2 separate regions of the Mus musculus genome follow, and region 1 is linked to region 2. A link is a contact called in public ChIA-PET data. All regions are on one chromosome and are shown on one strand. Each heading gives the region's core, a stretch centred on a gene start, on an enhancer-like site or on the middle of the called end of the contact. The rest is flanking DNA. Distances are from core to core; before and after follow the strand shown.

The links. ChIA-PET counts read pairs in DNA pulled down with a chosen protein or histone mark.
Region 1: a contact with region 2 is called in an RNA polymerase II ChIA-PET map of memory CD8 T cells, with 5 read pairs. The contact joins the promoter of Bag3 here to the promoter of Cox6a2 in region 2. A contact is called at or near these places in 3 of 115 datasets of contacts at active chromatin or transcription factors (bone marrow-derived dendritic cells, bone marrow-derived macrophages and memory CD8 T cells).

The regions. Positions count from the first base shown.
Region 1 is chr7:128,521,097-128,525,256 of GRCm38.p6, forward strand. Bag3 (BCL2-associated athanogene 3) reads left to right here and starts at 2,487. Exons shown (of 4, transcript NM_013863.5): 1 at 2,487-2,948. The coding sequence starts at 2,763.
Region 2 is chr7:128,204,551-128,208,461 of GRCm38.p6, forward strand. It overlaps Cox6a2 (cytochrome c oxidase subunit 6A2), which reads right to left and starts at 1,816. Exons shown (of 3, transcript NM_009943.2): 1 at 1,673-1,816; 2 at 1,350-1,486; 3 at 885-1,262. The coding sequence starts at 1,745. The coding sequence ends at 1,179. Itgad (integrin, alpha D) reads left to right here. Exons shown (of 31, transcript NM_001029872.3): 30 at 1-95; 31 at 512-954. The coding sequence ends at 625.

The DNA.
Region 1 (4,160 bases), core at 1,237-3,736, 320 kb after region 2:
CGTCACTCAGGAGACGGGGGCAGTCAGATCTCATCAGGTTTGAGAGCATAGTCTATGTATCACATTCCAGGACAGCCGGAGCTACATAGAAAGACTCTTATCTCAAAACAGCAACAACAACGAAATGTCTGTGTTCCTTTGGCACTGCCGACAGAGAAACGGGACACGTCCTCACCGCTTCTCACAGTATTCCCGGCAGTGGGTAGAACCAACTTTTCATGCCTAAACGGAAATGTAAGCGGCACATCATGGCTTCCACCACAAAGATCAAATGTGAGAGCCCACGTAAAGTCATTAACGTAGCACCTGACAGCGATTACCCAATAAGCACTAGCCATTATGAGTGTTGTTTTTAATAATTATTATTTACCACACACTGTGCTGGAGGATGGGGACACGGTGGTGATCAAGATCCTGCTCCTGCTCTTAAAAACTCAGCCCATTAAGTAAATCAAACAAACAAGCATTTACAGTGTAAAGCAATTGGTAGGGTGGGACAGGATGTGGATGGTCAGAGGACTAATGGGGGGGCAGCAGGATGTGTGTATGTGTGTGTGTGTGTGTGTGTGTGTGTGTGTGAAGGAGTGTATGCTAAAGGGAATGCTGGGAAAAGCCAAGCTGCCCAGGAGATGATGGTTGGAGTGGATAGAAGGGTTTCCATCCTGGTGGTGGAAGCAGTGTGTGCAAGATACAGTTCAGCAGGGTCAGCTGAAGTATGGACCAGGGAAAATGAGGAATACACCTTTGTGCACCAGACCAAGGAGAGTGGACTTGGTGGGTGCTTGAAAAGGCCTCTCTGGCTGCTATATGGGCAAGAGGTTTAGAGGCAAGCCCAAAGGCTGAAGAACCCATTAGGGTGCTGTGAAGGATCCAGGTGAAAGCGTAAGATGGCTGGGACGGAAGAAAGAGAAGAGTCACAGAGTCAAGAAATACTTAGCAAGATAGGAATGGATGGTAGGAACGAAGGGGCAATTTGAGGACAAAGTGGGGGTGCGGGAGAGATGACTTAAGAGCATTTGCTACTCTTATAGAGGACCAGGTTCAGTTCCCACAAGGAAGCTATAAACATCTATAACTACAGTTTCAGGGCATGCAATACCCTCTTTGGACCTCGGAAGGCATTGCACAAGCCGGCTCATACATATAAAATAAATCTTTATTTATTTTTTTTAAATATTTTTTAAATAGGGCATTGCTAGGCGTAGTAGATGGTAGTGTGCACCTTTAATCTCAATACTTGGGAGGCAGAACTATATAGATAGACCATATCTTTAAAAAAATATCCACAGCCAAGCAGTGGTGACACATGCCCTTGATCCCAGCACTTGGGAGGCAGAGAGATGGATCTCTGTGAGTTCAAGGTCAGCCTGGTCTACATAATTAGCTAGTTCTAGGACAGCCAAAACTACACAAAGATACCTTGTATTGAAAAACAAGCGAAAAAATTCACTTTGTATTCAGTCTTCAATAAACATCAATCTTTATTCCTTTATTGAAGATGGACTCTGGATTTAGCCACGTGCTGGGTGGGTTCAGGTATAAAGAAGCAAAAGACAGACACTGACCAGTGAGTGAATCTAAGTGTCTAGACCTTTCAATGTGACTATCAAATGATAATAAGTCAATATTCCCACATTTGGGCTTATACAGGTGTGTTTGGTGGCACCAGGCAGTACCTGAAGGCTAACTATGTTAATACTTATACTGAGGCTTTGAGACTTCAAAGTCAGTAAGAAGGTCTTTGGAAGTAAAAAAAATCAGCTTGTTGGAAATGTCTGGCAGAGTCCTCTAGTATTTGCCACAGAGTAAAAATCGGAGGGGAAGAGGCCAGAGATGTATCTTTGAAGGTCCCAGGACATTCTCTGAATCTGAGTCAGGAAATTGGCCTCAGTATTGGTTCCAGGTGTTTCTGAAGTCTAGTCACTGTGCGAAAGTGCCTATATAGAAGGCCAAGAGCACAAAGTTGTCACTTTAGTCCTTGCTTCTTCAGTTTTCCAAAGCAGGCAGGTGAGTTTCCACAGCTCTTTCTTTTTGTTGTGACCTCAGATCAGCATTCCAGAATTTCTCAGAAGTCATAAGGCCCTTGAGAAAAAGTTACTAAAAACGTCACTGCAGGACGCCAGCGTCACTGAGTGTGAAGAGAGAGAAAGAACTAGACTTTCCGAGTTTAAAGATGATTTAGTCCTTACACAAAGGTGGGGCCCCAGGTGTCGGCCCTTGGACTGCTAACCCCGGGACACCCCCACGCGGCACGAAAGAGTGGTGGGGAGTCCGGAGACAGAAACCAGCCAGAGAGCACAAGGACACCGGTGCGTGTCAACCTGGCGCGAGGCGCACAGGCCCCAGGACACACACAGGACAGGGATAGGGAGGGACAGCCTGGGTAGTCTAGGAGAAGGAGGGGCGGGTGACAAATCCCCGCCTCCGATCCCTCCCAAGGTCCCGCCCCGCCGCGATTATAGCCTATGACTCAGGGCGGAGCTCCGCATCCAACCCACGGCGGCCGCCAAGTTCTCTGGATGGGACCAGAAGTTTCTAGCCGGCCAGTTGCTGCCTTCTCTTTATCTCCTCCTTCCCCTTTGGCAGCTAGGAGGCTATTTCCAGACACTTCCACCCCTCTTCGGCCACGTCACCCAGTCCTTTAATTCATAAAGGTGCCCGGCGCCGGCTTCCCGGACACATCGGCTACACAGAGGTGCCCGCACTCCACGACCTCGTGACCCGCGCCCTAGCTCTGCGCCCCGGGCGGACCCTAACCCAGCATGAGCGCCGCCACCCAATCGCCCATGATGCAGATGGCGTCCGGCAACGGAGCCAGCGACCGAGACCCCCTGCCCCCGGGCTGGGAGATCAAAATCGACCCGCAGACCGGCTGGCCCTTCTTCGTGGACCACAACAGCCGCACCACGACGTGGAACGACCCGCGTGTGCCCCCCGAGGGCCCTAAGGTGAGTGGAGCTTGCCGTCCCACCTCGACGGCGAAGGGGCCTGGTCGAGCCAGGGCTATGCGAGTCACCCCACCCCGCGCCCTGCTGCGCAAGGAGAGTCCTTAACCATATCCGCCTCGAACGGGCGTCGGGCCGCAGAGAGCCGCAGGCAGGGTGGCCTTGGACGGTAGCCAGCGGGGTGCGACCCGCGTGGTGACATCGGGTGGTTTTCCACAGCCTCTTGCGAAGGGCGAAGGGCAGTGGTGGCCTGAGCTGCGGTGCGCCGCGTCCCAGGGAAGGGCGACCGGCCTGATGAGCGGCTGAGGCCCAGGCCAGGCCCGGCCGCCGCCTCTCTGTCCCGCGCGTCCCGTGCTGAGACCCTGGGCTCCCTCCGGTGCTGATGGCGCACGGCCAGGATTGAAAGGCTGCTGAGTGGAGTCTCCTGTGGGGATTTCACTTTCAAATTCAGAACTTAGTTGAGGCTTATCTTGAGTTTACTGGATCTTAGGCATAGAGTGACTCAGGAGGCTCGAGTAAATAAGTTATTTTCCCCCATTAAACTTATTATTACTGGTCGAAACTGCTTTCAGTTAGAGAAAATTCTGATACTACCACTATTTTTTTTTAAGATACTCTTTCTGACAGTTCCAAAACTAAAGATCAGACATTGTATCACCATACTTAGCCACTGCCTTAAGACTCACACTGGAGTGAAAGAATGTATTTTTAATGGCGTGATTCCTTGTTGTCCTTTTCAAATACTGGAGTTTTGTTACCAGAAACAGCTGAGGAGTCTGGTGAACACTAGGTGTATGCTTCATTTGCATAGATATTCAGGTTTGTGTACTTCAATCTAAAAAGCAAGAAAAATTGAAAATACAAATTTGGAATGAAGCCCAGCCTGGTTCAGGCCTGTCATCCCAGCACCCAGGAAGCTGTGGCGAGAGGATCTTGAGTTCAAGTCTAGCCAGGGCTATATAATCGGAGTCTATCTCAAAAGTTATTAAGTAATTAAGTTGGAATGAAACTAGCCTGTGTTGCAAAATAAGACCTTGTCTTTTTTTATAAAAAAAAAGAAAAAAAAGATTGAGCTGGGCAGTTGTGGCACACCTCTTTAATCCCAGCACTTGAGAGGCAGAAGCAGGCAGATTTCTGAGTTCAAGGCCAGTCTGGTCTACAGAGTTCCAGGACAGCCAGGGCTACACAGAGAAACCCGATCTCGAAAAACCAATA
Region 2 (3,911 bases), core at 566-3,065:
AAGAATACGTGGTCTATGAGCCCGTCTTCCTCATGGTGTTCAGCTCAGTGGGAGGTCTGCTGTTACTGGCTCTCATCACTGTGGCGCTGTACAAGGTAAATTGTTTTCACATCATTTTCCTAACACTACTAGTGTTCACTACCAGTTCTGTCGTGCACACCATACGACAGTAAGAACACAGATCGTAGTTGTAGGGCAGGCTTGGCCACATATTCTGTTCCTATCACATTTGCTTGGTCTTTTTCCATCTCTCCTTTTTGAAATAACAATGAAAGTTATATCACAGAATGGCTAAACTGAAGCAGACATGCCATATGTACAAATCTGCCCGACAATGAGCCTGTGGCTTCCTCCCACAACTAAGAGTGTAACGACTGCTTGGCACATGGCCTTTCTCTGTACGTGAGGGCCATTCACATGGCTGCCCTGACACACAGCTGGAAGTTATTTTAGTTCTCTCATCTTCAACTTCCCTCTTACCCAGTTTTTCTGACTTTACTACATTTTATAGCTTGGCTTCTTCAAACGTCAGTATAAAGAGATGCTGGATCTACCATCTGCAGATCCTGACCCAGCCGGCCAGGCAGATTCCAACCATGAGACTCCTCCACATCTCACGTCCTAGGAATCTACTTTCCTGTATATCTCCACAATTACGAGATTGGTTTTGCTTTTGCCTATGAATCTACTGGCATGGGAACAAGTTCTCTTCAGCTCTGGGCTAGCCTGGGAAACTTCCCAGAAATGATGCCCTACCTCCTGAGCTGGGAGATTTTTATGGTTTGCCCATGTGTCAGATTTCAGTGCTGATCCACTTTTTTTGCAAGAGCAGGAATGGGGTCAGCATAAATTTACATATGGATAAGAACTAACACAAGACTGAGTAATATGCTCAATATTCAATGTATTGCTTGTATAAATTTTTAAAAAATAAAATGAAAATGCAGGTGGAAACATCACATTTTCCTTATATAAAAAAAAATAACTGGAACCCAGATACCAACTGCCCAAGAGCCTGCCCAGCCCCTTCCACCATGCTGTTCCCAAAGAGCCAGAGGACACAAAACTTCCACACCTTTATTGAGCTTGGAACTGTCCACTGGAACCTCAGGGGCTCTCAGAGCCGGTGTGCAGAAGGCCAATTTGAAGATTGCTGGCAGAGCGTGTCTGCTGAGACATCAAGGGTGCTCATAACCGGTGGGCAAAGGATTGACGTGGGGATTGTGGAAAAGCGTGTGGTTGCCGTCCCCCCAGGCGAAGGGCTGCAGAGAGAAGGCAGACAGGTCACCCACCACAGTCCCTCCCCGCAATCCCCCTGCATGCTCTCACTCGCTCATCCTCTGGCGTACCTTGGTTCGGATGCGGAGGTGGTGATACGGGATGAACTCTGGGCGCTCGTGGTGGCCAGCGTGCATCCAGCAGTTAAGGGAGCAGAGGGCTACGCCGGGAAGAGCCAGCACAAAGGTCAGGAGGCGCCAGGTGTTGGCTGGAGGAGCAAAGGTGGGGTGTGAGTAGATTCATAGGCAAAAACTATCCCTGGGCCTAGAGGTCTGAAAGATCAGTGCCTGGTAGATCAGGAGAGAGGAGCCAGGAGACAGAAGGAGGGGGAAGCCGGGCAAAGAGAACAGATCGGCTAGGCTACTAAATCAGAGTCAGGCCTGGCCCCACTTACCTCCTGCCCCTCCATGGTCTCCTTTGGCTGCGCTGGCCATGCTCCGGCTCAGGACCTTTAGAGGCAGAGCCATTGTCAAAGGGAGGCTAGGAATGGCACTGTCCTTCTCTGTCTCCTTCACCCAGTCGAGAGGCTCTCCTCCCCTCTCAGAGCCAATCACCTGTTGAGCCCGCACATGGATGGCTATTTTTAGGGGCTTTCTCTATCTAAAGTGGGTCTTGACTGGCAGGAGATCCTCTTCAGGCAGCTGATGCAATGTGCCTTTTATTTTGGCAAGAGAAGATTTAAAGTGATACAAACTTGAAATATGTAAGCTGGAGGATCAGAGTTCAAGGCCACTGTTATCAACTTAATGAGTTTGATCACAGCTTGAACTACCTAAGATCTTGTCTTTAAAACAAATTTTACAGTGGGGTGGGGTGGGGGTGGGAGTGTAGCTCAGTTGGTAGACTGCCTGCAGTGTCTGCCTACCAAGTACCCATAATGTCCTGAGTTCTTTCCCTATTCCTACACAATCTCAGTGTGGTGCACTTATTTATAATGCCAGCCAGCACTTGGGACATGGAGGCAGAAGGGTCAGGAGTTCAAGGCCATCTTGGACTACGTACCAAGGTCAAAGCTATCCTGGGCTACACTGGACTGTCTATCTAAAGATTTATTTGTTTTATATATGTGAGTATACAGTAGCTCTACAGATGGTTGTGAGCCTTCATGTGGTTGTTGTGGATTGAATTTTTAGGACCTTTGCTCGCTCTGGTCAACTCCGATCACTAAGTCCCTGCTTGCTCCAGCCCAAAGCTTCATTTATTATTATACATAAGTACACTGTAGCTGACTTCTAGCACCAGAAGAGGGCATCAGATCTCATTACGGGTGGTTGTGAGCCACCATGTGGTTGCTGAGATTTGAACTCAGGACCTTTGGAAGAGCAGTCAGTGCTCTTAACCACTGAGCCATCTTGCCAGCCCTGGACTGTCTATCTAAATAAATATGTACTAAAGCTATCCTGGGCAACTCTGGACTGTCTATCTAAATAAATATGCACCATTTTTTCACAGTGGCACGGAATGACTTCATTTAATATTCTGTTCTCAATAGCTAGCACAGAGTAGACAAGTAATATGCTTAAAACTAGTTAGGTGCCCATTTAAAAAATTATCTGGGAATTGAATCCCAGGGCTGTGTGCATGCTAATTAAATGTTCCCCCACTGAGCTCAGGCTCGGTTGTTGCTGTGTTTCACTTGGTATTGGTGTGTGCTCATATGTGACACGGATGTGGCGCTCAGAGGACAACTTTATGATGCATACTCTCCTGGGAGCCGAGAGCAGGCCACCAGGCTTGTATAGTGAGCACCTTTGCCCACTGATACATCTAGCCAACCCAAGAAGCTTAAAGGCAAAGGGGGAGAGAAGATTGTAAGAGCCGGAGCTCTGTAGCCCAAGCTATATTCTCAGCCACAGGACTTTCTGTTCTTTCTCTCTGTGATAGGCTCTCACGATGTAGGCTAGGCTGGAATTGAACTCATGACCCTTCTGCATTCGTTCCATAAGTGCTATGGTCTAGGTGTGGATTGTACTGTACTCAGGTTTACAGTCTAACAGGATGCCTCTAGCTCTGAGCAAAGTTTGATGTATCTAATCCACTTATAAAAGGAAAGTAATAAGGGCTCTACACCTATACCTCTCATTTACTTTAAACTTGGGCTAGTAAGATGGCTCAGTAGGTAAGGGTGCTTGCTGGTAAGCCTGACAAACTGTGTTTGATCCCTAAGACCCACAAGGTAAAAGATATTCATGCTTCCAGGCCCCACAAGTAAATAAATGTCATAGAAATGGAATAGTTCCATCTACCCAGGTTCCTCTTTCTGTAATGAATTCTTCCCATAGTCATTTTTGTCCTGTTGGATTTTGGGACTGCTGTGGAAATGTGACTTTAAAATTTCCTGTCACCCCACCTCCATACACAGTTTCCTCTAATCTCCTCCCTATTTAGTTCCATTATGGCTACTGAAGAAAACAGTAAGAGGAACATTTGTACTTACAGAGGCTCTAGGTCTCCCTTTCCTCCTAAGTAGCCTCTCAGAGGTTTGCTGAGAATTCCCATCCTTGCCTTCTCTGCTCTTTGCAGCCACTCAGTGAATGCTGCAAAGGTCACTACTGTCCTCTACCGCCATCGTGTGGTACACTTGAGCACCTACATGGAGGTTTTTACTTAACCAATTTTCTACAGGTTTCTGT